Regions from separate parts of the Mus musculus genome. Here all the other regions are linked to region 1. Evidence: chromatin contacts called from public HiChIP or PLAC-seq and promoter capture Hi-C data. All regions are on one chromosome and are shown on one strand. Each heading gives the region's core, a stretch centred on a gene start, on an enhancer-like site or on the middle of the called end of the contact. The rest is flanking DNA. Distances are from core to core; before and after follow the strand shown.

Evidence for each region. Promoter capture Hi-C pulls out the DNA fragments that hold promoters and counts their contacts. HiChIP or PLAC-seq counts read pairs in DNA pulled down with a chosen protein or histone mark.
Region 2: a contact with region 1 is called in a promoter capture Hi-C map of stem cell-derived epiblast-like cells, with 3 times the contacts expected there. The contact joins the promoter of Poc5 here to the promoter of Ankrd31 in region 1. A contact is called at or near these places in 2 of 39 promoter capture datasets (embryonic stem cells and stem cell-derived epiblast-like cells) and 1 of 115 datasets of contacts at active chromatin or transcription factors (bone marrow-derived macrophages).
Region 3: a contact with region 1 is called in an HNF4G HiChIP or PLAC-seq map of pancreatic cancer cells, with 17 times the contacts expected there. The contact joins the promoter of Fam169a here to the promoter of Ankrd31 in region 1. A contact is called at or near these places in 3 of 39 promoter capture datasets (the 3T3-L1 cell line, embryonic stem cells and hippocampal neurons), 30 of 484 Hi-C or Micro-C datasets (the AML12 cell line, the G1E-ER4 cell line, the HL-1 cell line and 15 more), 10 of 115 datasets of contacts at active chromatin or transcription factors (acute myeloid leukemia, astrocytes, bone marrow-derived dendritic cells and 6 more) and 2 of 9 other capture datasets (macrophages and pancreatic islet).

Annotation. Positions count from the first base shown.
Region 1 is chr13:96,746,952-96,749,583 of GRCm38.p6, forward strand. Ankrd31 (ankyrin repeat domain 31) reads left to right here and starts at 1,342. Exons shown (of 26, transcript NM_001370928.1): 1 at 1,342-1,416; 2 at 1,514-1,684. The coding sequence starts at 1,581.
Region 2 is chr13:96,386,955-96,389,586 of GRCm38.p6, forward strand. Poc5 (POC5 centriolar protein) reads left to right here and starts at 1,340. Exons shown (of 13, transcript NM_026173.3): 1 at 1,340-1,577.
Region 3 is chr13:97,070,327-97,072,958 of GRCm38.p6, forward strand. It overlaps Fam169a (family with sequence similarity 169, member A), which reads left to right and starts at 1,317. Exons shown (of 13, transcript NM_001100458.1): 1 at 1,317-1,385.

The DNA of each region.
Region 1 (2,632 bases), core at 92-2,591:
TAGCTCCACCCACTCCCTTGACAAACCACTCACACACACACACACACACACACACACACACACACACACACACACACGTAAAAATTCCAGGAAAAGAAAGAAACCCAGTCTTGTCCCGAGTCTTTAAGCCCTCAGGTGGCACATGGACGCTCTCTGTGATGTGTGTCTTGAACACTTGTGAGGCTTTACGGACATCACTGATTGTGCTCACACAGACTAAGACTTCAGACATGACCAGGCAATCATAGTCATTATTGGCCGAATTGTCTTCATGGGTTGTACAACTATAGTTTGAATTAAAAACCTTCAAATAAAGCGTGGCCCTGGGAGTGCATGCAGGCTTTTAATCCCAACTACGCAGAAGACTGAGGCAGGGGCATGTCAAATTCGAAGCCAGCCTGGGCTACAACGTACATGGAGGCCAGCCTAGGGAACTCTGTGACACCTTGACTTAGAAAGTCAAAAGGATGCTGGAGACAGTGCTGAGTGGTAGACACTTGTCTAGTGGGCCCCAAGGTTCACTCTCCAGAACCACACAAAACGCTCAGGTAGGTTGCGAAAGACACTTCAGAGGGTGGCTGTGGTGGCAAAGCACTCACTAAGCCTGACAGCCCAAGTTTGATCCCTGTGAAGAGGGAGGGAGGGGGGAAGGGAGAGAGGGAGGGAAGAGAGTAGCAACATTTTTAAAAGCCATCAAATGAATTAAAAAACAAAAACAAAAACCTAGATCTTCACTGAGAAAATAATCATTTTTGAGTGTTGCTAGGCACCACTACTATTCTAACATTTGATAAAGGGGAAAAGCATCTCTACTTCTTTTCCTACGTAATCTGTGTTTCAGAGTAATTTATAGTTGTGAGAGAATTATACAAAATGTGTATCTACTGGATTAGGGAACCGGAAAACCTTTGATAAACATTTCTTTTAGGGGAACACTTAGAGAAGTATTATCTAAGGGATTAAAAAGTAAGAAGGCACTTGGTGGACTGTAAAACCCTGTGAGTCTAAGATTACATTCTGGCTTCAGAATCTTCTGAAGCTGCGGCCTCTGGGATGTGCAGGATGGTATAGATAATCCAATCAGAAGTTATTAGCAAACTGCTGCAAAGCAGCTTTGGAGGTCCGACCCCATTCTGGTAGATCAGAATCTCAGAGCAGACCAGATTCATAAGGCGGCCTTTCTGGCCTTTACACATCCTGGTCAGTAGTGCCGGTGGATGGGGCAGGGGGGGCCTCAGGAGCTGGGGGCGGGGCGTGGGGGACCAGGGGCGGGGTTTCCTCGTGTTAGGGGCGGGGCTCGGGCTCCTGGTCCTGGTGGGGCTCTGGGGTTGCGCGCGCAGCACTGTGGTGTGCGGCTGCGCTCTGGTGGGGCGCGAGAGCAGGCGTGACCAAGCTTCGACGACCATGCTGCCTATTGTGTGTGGATTTTGGCGTCTTCGGCGCCCAGAGACGCCTTCCCTTTGTTAGTTATTGTTGTTGTTGTTTAATTCTCATTTCCCTCCTTTCCACGTAGCGTCCTTTCACTTGCCGATAAGAGGGAAGTAGAGGAAGAGTAATAACCCTTGAGTGAGGGGCTGAAAATGGAGAACGGTGCCGAGGCCTCAGACTGTGACAGTGATGAAACGGTGATCGAAGGGTCGGTGACAGAGAACGAACCGGAAGACGAGGAGCTTCCCTGGAGAAGGTGACTGCCATTAGGGCTTGAGCACTGAACTCTAGCACCGCTGGCGGTCTAGGCTTCCTGTCTAGGTTTTTGAGTGGAAATGGCCGCCGCTGGCTGGACCGGGCTTGTGAGTGAGAGAGCGTTTGAGGACAGCTTTGCTGAGTATTTACATATAGCAATGGCTGTCAGGCCGAGCCCAGCTAGAGACCGTATGGTGATGGTGGTCGTTTTATGGCATTTAAAATCCCCGTACGTCTCAAAATGAGTCTAAGTACTTTGGCGATGGACAAGGACCGCTTTGCCCAAACTTAAGCTTTGACCTAGGAAGTGGTTCACAGGATTTCTTATAAGAACTATATTGGGGAAACAGGTTTGTATCAAACTGGAAAAGTGTTATAAGAAAGAATGGGGCTGGAGAGATAGCTCAGTGGGTAAGATCACTGGTCTTCCAGAGGACCGAGTTTAATTCCCAGCACCCACATGGCAGCTCACAGCTGTCTGTAACTCCAGTTCCAGGGGAACTGACACACACTATCACACAGACACACATTCAGGCAAAACACCAATGCACATTAAAAAATGATAAATGAAATATTTTTAAAGAGAAAAGGTATTTCAGCTTATCAGAGCTCTATTTGAATGTATTCAGTGTTAGACACAGGGATTTTTTTTTAAAAGGTTGAAATAGTGTACTTCAGTCTTCTATGTGGTATTCAGGGATGTGGGTTTGGGAACTCAGAGGGACCCTTACCTCACACAGTAATGGGTCCTTGTCAGAGTTTGCTTCTGAGTGGAAGCTTGAAGGTGATGTAGGAGTCAGCCATGTGAAGAAAGAGTGGTGTTCTTGGATAAGGAAGTGGAGGGGTATAGATGGAGAGGTGGAACCACATTGAGTTATGGATTTTGGGATGTATAAGCAGTTAAATCTTTCAGAATTGTGAAATAGACGTGGAGTGATGAAAGGGAACC
Region 2 (2,632 bases), core at 90-2,589, 360 kb before region 1:
AATGCCAACAAAAATTTTTTGTGATCTTCTTCGTTATCATTCAAATATAAGAGCCAGTGAAATGGCTCAATGGGTAAAAGCACTTACCACCAAGCCTTATGACCTGCGTTCAACCCCCAAGTCAGGTCACACGTGGTGAAAATAGAGACTATTTCCCCTCACCACACACACACACACACACACACACACACACACACACACAGAGAGAGAGAGAGAGAGAGAGAGAGAGAGAGAGAGAGAGAGCATAACTTTTAAAAGATAATAAAAGTCTAACTCTTGACAAACAGAAGTAGGTGAGGCTGCAGCTGTGCCACTTCCGTATACAGAAAAAAGAAAGTGACATCATGTAGGTTACAAAAGGGGTGGGGGGGATCGAACAGATTATTCTTTTCTAGTCTGGGGTCCGAAATGTCTGTTTTAATATATTAACTCATTTTATCTCCCTAGACCGTATTATGTGGGTAGCATTACCGAAGGTGTTAATGAGTACTTACTAAAGCCAAGTTTTAAGTTGTAATTGTGTTCTGTCTTTTAAGGTCGCGATATTCCACCAAAAGTTTCTGTTTGCAGCTTACAGCAGTTAGGTCATCAGTAAAACTTAGGCTGGTTAGACTCAGTCATGTTGGTTTAAAGTAGCTGCCAAGGGCTACTTTGGGAATTATCTGTTGGGTCTGTGATAGTAAACAATTTTACAGTATTAAATTACGTTGCTATGGATTTAGAAGTGAATTACACTGGATTCTCCCTGTTTAGCCTTCTGTATTTTATTTTAGCTGAGATGTCACCAAAGTTAGGATCTATGTTTAAATTTTTGAATACCCCACACAGAATAAACCAAGGGAAATGCCCTGGAGTTGCAAGTCAAAAACAAACAAACAAGCAAACAAAAAACAAAAAACTTAGGCTGGCAGTTTGTTATACCCTCATCCTCATAATTACATTATTCGTTAAACTCCCTAACCCAAAACTAAAGAAATCAATAGAGGGCATCGGACATTTGTGTTTTTAAGAGAGCAGCTGCCGGGCCAGTGGCCTTGCGGCCTGTTATCTGTGCATGAAACGAAATCTCGAGGCTTTATGCCTATGTCATCCTCATTGTTGAAAATAAACAGCACTCAGCTTTCACAGATTTGCGAAGATAATTAAATTTGTCTGCAGTGCCGCCCCGTAGTAGTCCTCAGGCACAGAGCAGCACCGAGCATGCGCTCTGTTCTGGGAACTCTGGGCCGGCTTTTGCCTGTAAATCTCCTACTTCCGGCTTGTCCCGCGGAGATACCTTGGGCTCCGCCCACTTACCACGGACCAATCAAGTTTAAGATTGCTGAAGCTGTGGACCAATAGTTAGGGCTGTCTTTCATCAGGGCCCTCAGTTTGAAACTGTCAAGTGGCTGCTAGGGGAGCCGCTGTGCTTGCTTTGGTTGCGGCGGCGACGCCGTCTGTCGCAGCGAGTCAGGAGCCGAGGTTTCGCCGAGACGGTGGATCCCGGTGGCGGCGCCCAGGCCGGTTCCTCCCTGGCAGGATTGGGAGCATCGTCCCTGGAGGTGCCAGAAAGAGAAGACACAAGTGATGCGAACTAAGTAGGTCCTGTTCTTTAGGACGTGGGGACATAGCCAAACAGAACGTTGTTTTTTATTAAGAAAGAATTAGATTTAAATGGGGCCGGATTGGAGGATGGTGAAAGAAAACTTGGAAGGGCCTGGTGCTCGCCCTCTCTTTGCGTGCAGTTAAGACGGGAGAAGTCACCTTGCGGCCAGCTACACGTTGGTTCGTTCTCCGCCTCTTAGAGATTGCGTTTGAATTCCCCGAGTCCGCTTTTCAGTTAAGTTGTACCAGTAGCAAAGAGAAGCATTCAAAGTATCTTGTGGTTTCAGCTTAGGTTAAAGAGTGCCGAGAATGTAGTGGAATGGTGCGTGTCACCCTCTAAAGCACCATTCTTCTGAACCCAGAAACTGAAGAAATGCTACTGTTTTCGTCTCACGTTATTTCTCCTGCCTGTTTGCAAAGAGCAGGGATAAATGGCAGATAACGTATTTTCCAAAAGTCCGATCGCTTTCTGACCGCAATATGTTTTTAAGAAACAATTTTGGCGTCTGATCATACCAGCTCATTTGTTACTAAAATAATCCACAATTCCCAACTCTGGTTGCCTACCAGGTCTGCAAACAAGTCATAAGGGAAAATGTAATTAAAATTAAAACGGATCAAATTACCACAGTGGTTGATTTGAGACTAGTGAAGTGTTCATTCTTCGATGCAGATCCATGCCTATTTTATCTTCCCTGCATGGCTTAATGAAAGACAGTCACAGCTCAGACTTAGTTTACTTATCCTCTGGAACCATACCAATGCTGAATAAAAGAGAAATTCCCTTTGCACAATTCTGGCTGCACCCTGGCTTTCTATTCTGTGGTTTTCCCTGCATCTCTCCCTTCTTCTTCAGTGTCTTTATCTCAATTGTTTTCTTAGCAAACTATAATTGAGGCCTGCTCCAGGGGCAGCTGAAACTGTCACGGGTGTCAAGGCAGCCTCCTGATCTGCATGCTGGGGGCCTTCCTTGCCCCCTTCTGGCCAGTGACCCTCATACTGCTCTCCACACAATTCCGGTGTTCTGGCTGCCTCCCATCTTTCTCCT
Region 3 (2,632 bases), core at 67-2,566, 320 kb after region 1:
AGCCGGAAAAACAAAAGTAATTTTACAAAGTGGCCACTGGGATTATCCTGGGGGCTCCTACTTGCAAACAGATCTAGAAATGATAATCCAGGAATTATATAACTTTACTCATTCATGATTAGCTATGGTTGGAATCCAACTATTCAAAATTCTTGCTTGGATATTAATTCATTGTTAAATTCCACTAAAAATAGTAAATGTATATAACTCAAGATTTCTAGTAATAATTTATTGTAAATAAACACAACAGATGTAAGGTTGATTGTGTGCAACTGGAGGTAAAAAAGAAAAAGCCTTTATATTTAAAAAAAAAAAGGGGGGGCTTAAATAGATCTATATGAAAAAGCATTCTTTGAAGTTACCAATTAGTGAATCTTTAAAAGGTCAGTGTTGTGATTAGTAATACTTCCCAGGAATAGGAGTAATTTTAAGCTTTTCTGAATAACTGAACCATAATGCCATTGCTATTAGATGAATTTCTCAGAATTTAAGGGCAAAAAAAAAAGTCTTAAAATCCAAAATTATTGCTGTGCATCTATATTTCTACTACCGCATATATTATTTAAAGAAAAAAGAATTATCATCCTTTAAATGCCAGTGAACTTATTTTTCTCGAGTACTTAGCAAAAGGCCCTGGATCCCGTAAGGGATGAAGTGAGGGAAGGGGGAGGAGAGGATGGCGCAGGCTCTCCGGGGTCAGATTAGCTTGTCACGTAGGAAAGGTCAGCGCAGGGCCGCGATGGTTCCTTATCTCAAGGCATAATCTGGGCTGTGGGGCTTGTGCAAATTCTTTTCTCCGGCGCGCTCCTGGGGGGCAGTGGGGTCTGGTGGTGTCCGGGGTCGGGTGGGGTGGGGTGGGGTGGGAAGCCGGCGTCCCCAGGTTTGCAGAGCATCATCTCCTTCCCCACCGGGAGGTCCGGAGGCCGCACCCACCCGGGCGATTTTTCCAGAGGCCCGAGGCGGGGATGCCGCGCAGGTCGACCTTAAAGGAGCCGGCTCGCTCAGCGCGAGGCCCCCGCGGCTTACTCGCTTCTATTCCCGGCTAAGCCAAGGTCACTCTTTAATACGGCCCGACCGAGCGGGCGTGCTGCGGGCGGCGACGGGCGAGCGAGCGGGCAGCGCGCACCTGCGGGCGAGCGGGCGGCCGCGGCCCCGAGGCGGGGCGGCTCCCGGCGAGGAGGCGCCGCGGCGCACGAGGCCGGCCGGCCGGCGGGGCGGGGGGATTCGCGGTGGGCGCGCCGCGGCGCTAGTGCGTCACGCCGGCGGAGGGACGGTGGGCTGCGGACGAGCCGCGCGTGCCGGGGTCGGCGGCGGCAACGGCGGCGGCGGGGAGCGGCCGCTCGGTCATTCGCGCTCCGCCTTCGGGCCCCCGCGGCGCGGCTGAGGTGAGTGCGCGGCGCGTGGCGTGCGAGGCCGAGCCGCGGGGCGGCCGCGGGCTTCCTCGGGTGGCGGCGACCCCAGGTGCGCCGGCCTCCATTTTGTGTGAGGGAATGTCGCGCTCGCCCTCCCGGGGTCGCGGCGGGGACGGCGGCTGCCGAGCCGCCCCCTCCCGTGTCCCCACCTGGGATCCTCCGGGTAGCGGGACCCGCGCGGCGTGGGGGTGGGGCTCGGGCTCGGCCGCGCAGCACCTCCCTCTCGGCTTGCTCGCCCGACCCGGACTAGGTATTGTATGGAGTCCTCGCTTCTCTTAGAATTCGGGTCACTGCTGTTCCGTCCCAGGGTTCTCAGCCGCCCATCACGCAGAGCTTGGAGAGAGAGAGAGGCCTGTGCCACCGGAGATGGGAGGATGGAGCGAGTCCGGGGTGGCTAGTGGCTCCGGGATCTGGGTCGTATTTTACTACGATTATTGTGCATGGGCAAGAATGACGGAATAGATGAATCCCTTCTGGGAATTTACGCGGCTATCTTATCAAAAGTAGACTCTAACGTAACCACCTGATGCCGGTCTCCCTTTCCCCTTCAGTCGGTCCTTTTAAAAACCCAAATTAAACCGCGGTTACGAGGATTTTGTAGGGAATTGGGAGGGAATTGGGAGACACGCAGCTAAAAGATCACCCAAAGGAAGAGTTTAAATGTAATTCTCTCAGAACTGTGAATGGCTCATTCCAAGATTCTTGAGTATATAGTAATTCTTGTTTAAATTTGTTTTGTAAATGGGCTCCATGCCTTGGGTATTTTATCATTGCATCACAGCAGGGATTAACATCTGGATCGCTGGTTGTTGCATAATACACACATGTGAGCCCTGGAGGAAAATCTTCTAATGGCTCTGGATTTGTTGTGCTTTAAATTTTATTTATTTATTTTCATAAAAGCACATTGTAGGACGTATGTATAGGTACATCTGTTCAAACCATGTCTTGTTCTATGAAGTAATTACAAGGATTATTAATAGTTAGTATGAAATAGATTTGGCTCAAGTATTTATTTACTTACTTTTAATCGTTGCTTCTTTAGAATAGAGGACGTGGTGAAAGGAACCTGAGGGGAGTTCACTAGTAATAAAACTTCAGTACAAATGATGGCAGTCATGCATAGAAATCGAGGGGCTGTCATAGTGGATTCATCTTTAAAATTTATGAGGAGGATCGGGTTGGTGAACCCAGATACAACCCCTATGTGAGTCACCTGC